Linked DNA regions of Mus musculus: all the other regions are linked to region 3. Evidence: chromatin contacts called from public promoter capture Hi-C data. All regions are on one chromosome and are shown on one strand. The core of a region is the stretch at or near the end of the contact, and the rest is flanking DNA. Distances in the headings are between cores, read along the strand shown.

Region 1 (2,700 bases), core at 117-2,616, 2.2 Mb after region 3:
ATAATGAAGACCTATAAGTCTCCAGAGACCATGACTTTTTCTAATAGACTATGGGGCTATAGTAACTTTAACAGGCTTTATACAATTACCCAAAATGAAAGGTTTGTTTTAAGACAGGTACTTTGAAGCCAGGCAGTGATGGTACACGCCTTTAATCCCAGCACTTGGGAGGCAGAGGGAGGCGGATTTCTGAGTTCATGGGCAGCCTGGTCTACAGAGGGAGTTCCAGGACAATTGGGGCTATACAGAGAAACCCTGTCTCGAAAAACCAAAACCAACCAGCCAACCAACCAACCAAACAAACAAAAAAGACAGGTATTTTGAAACACTTAATAGTACTTAAAATATTTCTGTTTTATATTTAAATATACATCCTTATCTGAAAAAATAAAATTTAAAAAAGTCTGGGTTAGTTGTTGATACACAAGCTCCTGTCTCAGAACAATATAATTAGTCTTCTTCATGAGTTGACACTGCTGGTTCTTTAAGAACTCCATCAGTTATATGGAAAGGTCTTTGGCCAGGGGCACTTCTAAAACTGTAGCAGCAGCATAAGTGACAGATTTACTTCATCATCACTATTCTAAAACACATGTTTTACATCCCCCTCTAGTCAATTTAATTTCCATCATCAGTTTAGTTGGTTTGCCTTGAATGCTGAAGCATGATCTCTGCCATTGTCCTATAGTCAATTTTGTTTTAAGTCGTGAAGCATTGCTATCCCCAACCCCACCCGGTTCTTCCCTGTGTCTTTCTCAGAGTGACCACAGGTCCTTAGTCTTACCCAGCACACTACTAGACACACAGTAAAAGGGGTATACTTTTAAAGTAGATGTCAGAAGTCATTTTGCATCATGGAACACTGTAAAATTACCTGACATAAAATACTTCTCCATAAACGTAAATGCGCTGAAGAATGGCTGGGGAGAGCATCTGGTTAAATAAACATTGTGATAGGAAATTTGGGTAGATTCCTATAATTTGCATTTTTCGCTAGCGCCCAGAGAAGCCAATTACCGCCAGTCGGTGGGCCCCCTTTGAGAAGCAAAAAGTTACGACAAAGACTGAGCAAAAAGGCAATCACTTCAAACTATATATTGCAGTGTTAAATAAAAAATGTGTCTCAGATGTTGCCAGCGGAGCTCTTCTCCTGCCCGAAACCTTTCCTTTTCTGCTCCATCTCCCTTCCCTGTCCAGCTCAAGACCCCACCTCCATAAGAACCCAGTCATCAACAGTTCGAGTAACGGAAGACGGGACCAGGTAACAAAGAGAAAAAACGTCGTTGCACTTACTAGTCTAAGAGCCTGGGGATTAGACGAAGTTCGGGCCTAAGCCTCTTCCACACCATAAAGAAAATTTCAAAATTAAATCTTTGCCGACGAGCGACCAATCGTAGACGTGGTCTCTACAGGGTTCGTTGTCTTGAAAGGATCAAAGCACAGCTTGGACTACGATTGGCCAAAAGAGCATCACATCCTGGCCAATCGGAACTGAGGCGCTTCTTGTATGAATAAGGAAAGGCGGGCGAGAAGGGGCGGGGAAGCCGGAGAGAAAAGGAGGTGTGTCACGTCGCCTAGGCCCGCAGTGGAAGCTTTTATGTCATTGGCTGCTGCTGCTTCCGAGTACACCAATCGCAAACTCTTTTCCAAGTATGAACTTGAAAGTAGGGACCATAAGGCAGCCAATGGAAAAATTCATATATTCAGCAGCCAATCCCCCTGCGGCGTTTTGTGTCTTTGTCCAACAGGAAAGTGCGTTTTATAACGAGGGGCGTTACCCAGGCGCCAATGGGCGGGCGCCGATGGAACGTACTAGCCAATGAGCGCAAGACGTTGAGTGACAGCTGTCCAATGGAGGGCCTCAGTGCTAGCACGGCTTACAGCTTAAGCGCCTCAGCGGTCTGAGGAATGTCAACTATTCAATATGGAGGCGGAGGTCGATAAGCTGGAACTGATGGTGAGTGGAGAGTGAAGGAAACCTACTGGGTAATTAATGTGCTCCACCGATGGCCTAGAAGGTGAAGCGCATTTTAGAGTCTCCTGAAACTGGGTTGTGGAAGCTGGAACCTGAATTGAGTTCCTTCTTTCTGCACCTACGGGAGCTACCGCCGCCTTGGTCTCTTAACCGCCGCGGGGGAAGGGGTTACATCCGGGGAACTCGTGAGGGAAATGGCGGGAGATGTTGAGGGTGTGGGGCCTTTGTAATTCCCTGGTCCTGGTTTTCTCCTTCATCGGCTCCAGGAGCCGCGCCCGGCACAGATACCGCCTCACGAATTTCTACCTTCCTTGCCCAAGCGTGACTGGAACGGTCTTTAATAGCTCGGAGGAGGAGAGAGGTCGTTTACGTCTCCCGAAAAGGGGGATGGAGGATGAGGTGGGGCAGAAGTCTAGGGGCGCGGAGAAATTCAAGTCCACCATGCACCTACTCGCAGGCGAGCTGGGACAGTCTGAAAGAAGATGCTAGACTTGCACGAGAAACTTGCCCGCGGTTCCGCAGACTGGGCTCTTTGCGGCTTGGGAGAGGAGCCGCCGCGGGGACCGAGCCTGGAGCTCCTTCCCGGGGCGCGAGCGGCGTTGCCCCAGGCCCGGCTTTCTGCTTCCTAGATGCTCAATTCCTTTCCTCTGTGCAAGGAGAACCCTGGACGAAGGCCCTCAGCGGCTGCGGGCAAGGCTGGAGTGCACTGAGCGTCCAGCCGAGTG
Region 2 (2,798 bases), core at 175-2,674, 2.2 Mb after region 3:
ACCTATGTATATCCTAGCACTGAAGAGGCTAAGGAGGGAGTTGAAGGCTGGCATATGCTTTATAGCAAGTTCTAGGTCAGTGCAGGTGACATGGGAACATCAGCAAAAAGGTACAATTCAGGACACGTTAGTAAAATTATTCTGCAACTATCAGCCTGCATCTAGTTCAAAGACCATAAGTGGTTTGAAATGAAAGCCTTTTTTGCTTTTGGTTTTTCAATACACGGTGTCATTGTGTATCCCTGATTGTCCTGGAACTCCACCTGCCTCTGTCCCCCAAATGCTGGGACTAAACGAGTGCTCCACCATGCCCAGCTTGTGAAAGCATATTCTATCTCTACTTAATTAAATTATGTGTGTGTAGATTATTTTGGGTTATATTAATATATGTGCATGTGAGTGTGGGTGTTTTAGGTGGGCAGAATGGAGTTGGAGTATAGGCTGGAGACCAAAGGCAGGGTTAGAGAGTGGTCCTCCCCCGGAGTAGCAAGTATTCTTAACCTCTGGGCCATCCGTCCTACCTCCATAAATCTTGTTTATAGTTCATATAATTTTTAAAAAATGTTGCTAGTAACGAAAAGATTCTTTCTAGATTATCAATTCTCTGGATTGGGTTCATAAATAACTTTGTAATAAGCTTAAGAGAAGAATTAAGATTTAAGTATTTGACCAACGCCTTTTGTCTCACATACCCTCAATTTCTGCACCCTAACTGGTCTCTTCTGGAAGGAATTTAGAAGCGATTCCCTAGACTCTTTGTTAGTCCCCATAGCAAAAACAACTCAAGCTGCAAGAAAGCCTTAGTCGGTGGGATGTGGATCCAATTGTCTCACCAAAATGAGAAGACGTGGTACCTCTCCCCTGCAATCCTTACTTCCAGGAAGCTTGGAGACTTCACTATACGTCCAGTCTATCATGAACTAAAGAAACCTTGTCTCAAAATAACAGGTCAAGAGAAATCGCCGGTCCATTACAATTGGAGCTTTCAAATGCATTTACTATGGAGGGGGACTAAGTTTTTTTTTTTTTTTTTTTTTTTTTAAAGCTTAAAGTCTGCGTTTCCTCCCAGAGGCGGAAAGCAAACACTAACCAAGCAAGAGTTCCCGGCTCCAGGGTCTCCTTAGGTGACCCACAAACAATGGGAACGCAAATAAGACTCTCCGTCCCTTCCTAATACTCGGGAGCGTGGCTTCTTCCAATTAGGACGCACCAAGGAGCCTACATCACTGGCGGTAAAATCTGCGAGGCGAAGGGCACCGCGCCGACGCCCGACACGCCTCCCCGCGGCACCGCCTCTCCAAGTCTCGTGTGCTGCGCGCACCGCGGGAACCGGGCGCCCGCCTCTCCTCCCGCCCCGCTCCGCCCCGCCCCTCCCCTCCCCTCCCGCAACGCCGAGTGCGCGTGCGCATCGCGTCCGCCCCGTTGCCGCGCCTCTAGCTGCCCTGGTTACCGTTGGTGTTTGCGAATTCTCTGTGGCGCCTGTTCCGCCCCGGACGGGCCCCGCGGCGGTTTTCACACGCGCGCGCCGGCGTCACGTGGGCCAGGGCTCCCACGCGGACGCAGGCCAGCTGCTGAGGCGGGAGGAAGGCGTTGCGGCTACCGCTAGCCCTTCCCTCTCCGCCCCAGGGCTGGCGCGCGGATAAAAAAAAATGGCGAAATGCGGGGTAGCCGGTGGGGAACCCGACGGGATGGGGCGCGGAGGTGGCACTGTTGTGGGAGCCTGCTGAGGTGAGCGCAGCTGACCTGGCGACCTCGGGCCGGCGCCTGACAGCGCAGACACGGACTCCGAGGGTCGCCGAGGGCCCCGCCGAGAGCCGGAGGCAATGGATGAGCAGAGTGTGGAGGTGAGGGGCATCACGGAGGGTGGCGGCTGGGCTCCTTTTCTATCCGGGGCCCCATGCGCTCGCCCTCCCTGTGGGAGGCAGCCTCTGCGAGTCGCGGAGAGGGAGGCTGGCCCGGCGGTAGTGCTTCCAGCCCTCAGCATGCCCGGTGCTGAATCTGTTCCGCAGTCAGGTGCTGCGGAGCTCCAGCGATGCCTTGGCACCTGCTCTCGTCGCTGTTTGCAGGCTGAGCCTTTCTAGAGCAAAATTGCAAATTCATCGGAAGGACTTGCCCTGCTTTCTCGCCACGACTTGCTCTGCATGATTAAACATTTTTTTCACCCTCAGCGGTTCATTTTGTAGGACACACACACCTCTCTCACACTCGACTGACTTAAAGACTAGTAGTTTCCAGCATTGATTCTTGTAAGATGATTTCATGATTGGGGTATTTCCATAAAGGCTAGAATCATCAAAACGATTGCTTGGGGGCTGGGGGGCGTGAACCGTTCAGAGACTAAAGTACTACATGATTTTTGCTTTTTAAAAATAAGGGATAACTTACTGAGCATTGCTCTTGAGATTAACCCAGTTCACCCCCATGGTTTTATTGTCTTCCCAAAGCCAGTTAAGAGTCCGCATCTCTCAGGACCTGGTCTTGCAGTTATGACCATCAGTAATTTTCTACTTAATTGCTCTTGTGAAAGTTGTGTGAAGGTTTTGTAAACTTTTCTTGGTTTTAGGAGGGTTTAATTTTTCTGGAATGGAGTAAAAATAGACGTGGGTAAACTTCCCTGTTTTCAATTTTTTTTTAGTTATTAACTTAATGTCAATAGGGACACTCGCATTTATAGTGGCTGCAGATTTTCAGGCTCACATAATTAGTTGATTACATCAGGACAGAAATTCAGATTCTGAATTAGTTTGCCTCTAATCACGATATCTTTACAAATGTTTGTTTATTTAGTGTGTGCATGG
Region 3 (2,894 bases), core at 126-2,625:
CATCGCTCCAGCTCCATTCTCAATAGGTCAGGAACTTATTTTAACCAGTTCTGGTGGCTCCTATAATCCTAGCATTTGAGGATGACAAAGCATGATCATGATAGATAGGCCAGCCTGAACTACATAAAAAAAAAAAAAAAAGAGCCAGTCTCAGCTGGGCCGTGGTGGCTTGTGCCTTTAATCCCAGCATTAGGAAACTAAGGCATGGGGATTGTGAGTCTGGGAGGAGTATAGAATATATAGTTCAGCCAGGCGTGGTGGTGTACGCCTTTAATCCCAGCACTCGCGAGGCAGAGGCAGGCAGATCTCTGAGTTCGAGGCCAGCCTGGTCTACAAAGTGAGTTCCAGGACAGCCAGGGCTACACAGAGAAACCCTGTCTCGAAAAACAAACAAAAACAAAAACAAAACAAAAAAAGGAATATATAGTGAATCTGAGATACTCTTTCTCAGCACAAAATAAAACAGCACTTGGGAGGCAAGAGGCAGGCAGATCGCTATGAATTTGAAGCCAGCCCGGTCTACAGAGCGAGTTCGAAGGCAGCCAGAAACCCTTTATTGAAAAGCAAACAAAGAAAGAAGGAAAATGAAAGAAGAAAAAGAACCAGCCGGGCGTGGTGGCTCACGCCTTTAATCCCAGCACTCGGGAGGCAGAGGCAGGCGGATTTCTGAGTTCGAGGCCAGCCTGGTCTACAGAGTGAGTCCCAGGACAGCCAGAGCTACATAGAGAAACCCTGCCTCGGAAAAAAAAAAAAAGAGGAGGAGGAGGAGAACCTGTCTCAAAATACCACACACAGAAAAAGAAAATTTCTCCTATTGTAAATAATAAACAACCATATTTTAAAGACAACCATTGCTGGCTAATTGACCTCAGCCAAGGCAGTTTCTGCGATAGTGAGGGGCTACACTAGAATGTCAAGATGAATAAATAGCTAAGACTTTTCCCAAGAAAGCAGCTGACTTGCTTTGGATTATTTGAGACAGGGTCTCAGTCTGTAGTCAGGCTGGCTTTGAACTGGCGGGAATCCTCCCGCTTCGGGTTCCTGGGGGCATGGGGCCTGTACGGTACAAAGAAGGAGCAAGGGCTGCGACGGTGTCCCGGGGTCTTACCTTTGTGCTTCTGAAAACAGGGGACCGAACAGCTGTAATGAGACAGACAGGCTCAGGTCAGCACGATCAGCACGAGCGGCCGCAGCACGTACCCCTTGCCCGCAGCCGCCGCCCGCAGCCCGGCCTCCCTCCGAACCCACTACCCGCTCTGGCTCACTAGGGCACGCGGCAAGTCGGGCAACGGTATTTCGGCTTCTCCAAACAGACCACACAGACCGCAGTCCTACAATTCAGCGACGCCATGACTTCCCAGAAGACACCCGCGCTCACTCTTTTACCTAAACAAGGGCCAATCACAGCGCTCCGCACTCATTGGCAGTCAGAAGCAATGGATTGATCCTGTTCTCTATTCTAGGCCTCACCTGTAGAGTGTCGATACAGTAGATGTGCATTTAGAGCTGCTGCGTCAAGGATTTTTTTCCTCTGATTAGATCAGGCCACGGAACTCAGGATTTTTCTGCCTCTGCATCCCTGACACTGACATCACAAGTGTGCACCACCATGCCTAATCAAAGACATTAAAAAAAAAAAAAAACTGTATACGTGTGCGCCTGTGCCGGGGTAAATGATGTCCCTGCCCCAAGAGAGACCAGAAAAAGATATCAGATCCAATGGAGCTAGAGATAGGCGGGTTTGAACTTCCTACTGTGAATGTTAAGACTCAAACTCTGTAACAGCATCTAGCGGTCCTTACTGCTAAGCCACTTCTCCCAGCCCAAAAGACATTTGAGGCTGAGCTGCTGACAAATGCTTGTTGAACCCCGACTGTGAGTTCTACAATGTCCAGACACTGGGGATGATTGGAAGACGGTCTCTTCCCTAGGAGCACAAGGCTTGAAGTGAAAACAGAATGGGGAAAGGACTAAGGAAGAGACTGGAATTTTAGTGTCAAGCCGTGCATTTGCACGACTCTGAAAATGAGCCTGTAGGTTTTCTTGTGCTTCATGCCACTACAAGCCATGGTGGAGTTGACTGACTGCAGAGCAGATCAGTGGCTAGGCTAAAGGAATCCAGGCTAATGAGTCAGAATAGATGGGCTATGACTAACCTTGAAGGCTACTATAGACTTTAGTTATAGACAAAATCGTGGAGTCAGTTGTGTTAAGGTCTGAGACCCTGTTGCAGGGTGTGTCACCAGGCCCTACTTGGAATCCTGTTTTCTTTAAGAAACTTGCTCCTCTCTGAAGCTCTGAATTTGGTCTAACCTAAACTCCAGCTTCCAGGACCTTAAATCATGTTCCTCTCCCAAATGCCTCCTCCTCATCTATGTGGCCCATTCAGGCTCTAGGGTCCTTTGTTGATTTGTTTGTTTGTTTTTGTTTTTGTTTTTGTTTTTAAGACAGGGTTTCTTTGTGTAACCCTGGCTGTCCTGGAACTCATGCTGTATACCAGGCTGAGCTTGAACTCACAGAGCCGGCCTGCCTCTGTTTCCACCAGCCCTGCTCTAGGGTCCCTGTTAATAAGTGTGCGCATGAGCATCTGTGCCTGCTGAGATGGAGCTGCTGCAAACTAGGCAGTGCCTGGAGCCCTGACTCCCACTCTTTGAGTGTCTTAGAGGGCTTGGTTGCTACCTGAGCCCTTTTATCAATTAAAGTGGATGTCCAGACCTAAATTCTTGAGCTATTGAAAGACAAATGGAAATCATACATATATATTTTTTAACCTGTAGCTGGCAAAAGGGTTATTTCCATGATACTCGGAAGGAGTCTAATCTCCTGGATCTCTGCTACTGACAATTTGGTCTGACTCGGTAGAAAGGATGGGAAATGAGTAAGAGTCCTTCTTT

The links. Capture Hi-C pulls out chosen DNA fragments and counts their contacts.
Region 1: a promoter capture Hi-C map of liver shows a contact between it and region 3, with 2.8 times the contacts expected there. The contact joins the promoter of Prr11 here to the promoter of Znhit3 in region 3. A contact is called at or near these places in 2 of 39 promoter capture datasets (hippocampal neurons and liver) and 1 of 9 other capture datasets (liver).
Region 2: a contact with region 3 is called in a promoter capture Hi-C map of liver, with 2.6 times the contacts expected there. The contact joins the promoter of Trim37 here to the promoter of Znhit3 in region 3. A contact is called at or near these places in 1 of 39 promoter capture datasets (hippocampal neurons) and 1 of 9 other capture datasets (liver).

The regions. Positions count from the first base shown.
Region 1 is chr11:87,107,348-87,110,047 of GRCm38.p6, forward strand. Prr11 (proline rich 11) reads right to left here and starts at 1,367. Exons shown (of 10, transcript NM_175563.5): 1 at 1,294-1,367. It overlaps Ska2 (spindle and kinetochore associated complex subunit 2), which reads left to right and starts at 1,914. Exons shown (of 4, transcript NM_025377.3): 1 at 1,914-1,957. The coding sequence starts at 1,925.
Region 2 is chr11:87,125,651-87,128,448 of GRCm38.p6, forward strand. Trim37 (tripartite motif-containing 37) reads left to right here and starts at 1,425. Exons shown (of 24, transcript NM_197987.2): 1 at 1,425-1,844. The coding sequence starts at 1,824.
Region 3 is chr11:84,914,991-84,917,884 of GRCm38.p6, forward strand. Znhit3 (zinc finger, HIT type 3) reads right to left here and starts at 1,376. Exons shown (of 5, transcript NM_001005223.3): 1 at 1,266-1,376; 2 at 1,109-1,140. The coding sequence starts at 1,351.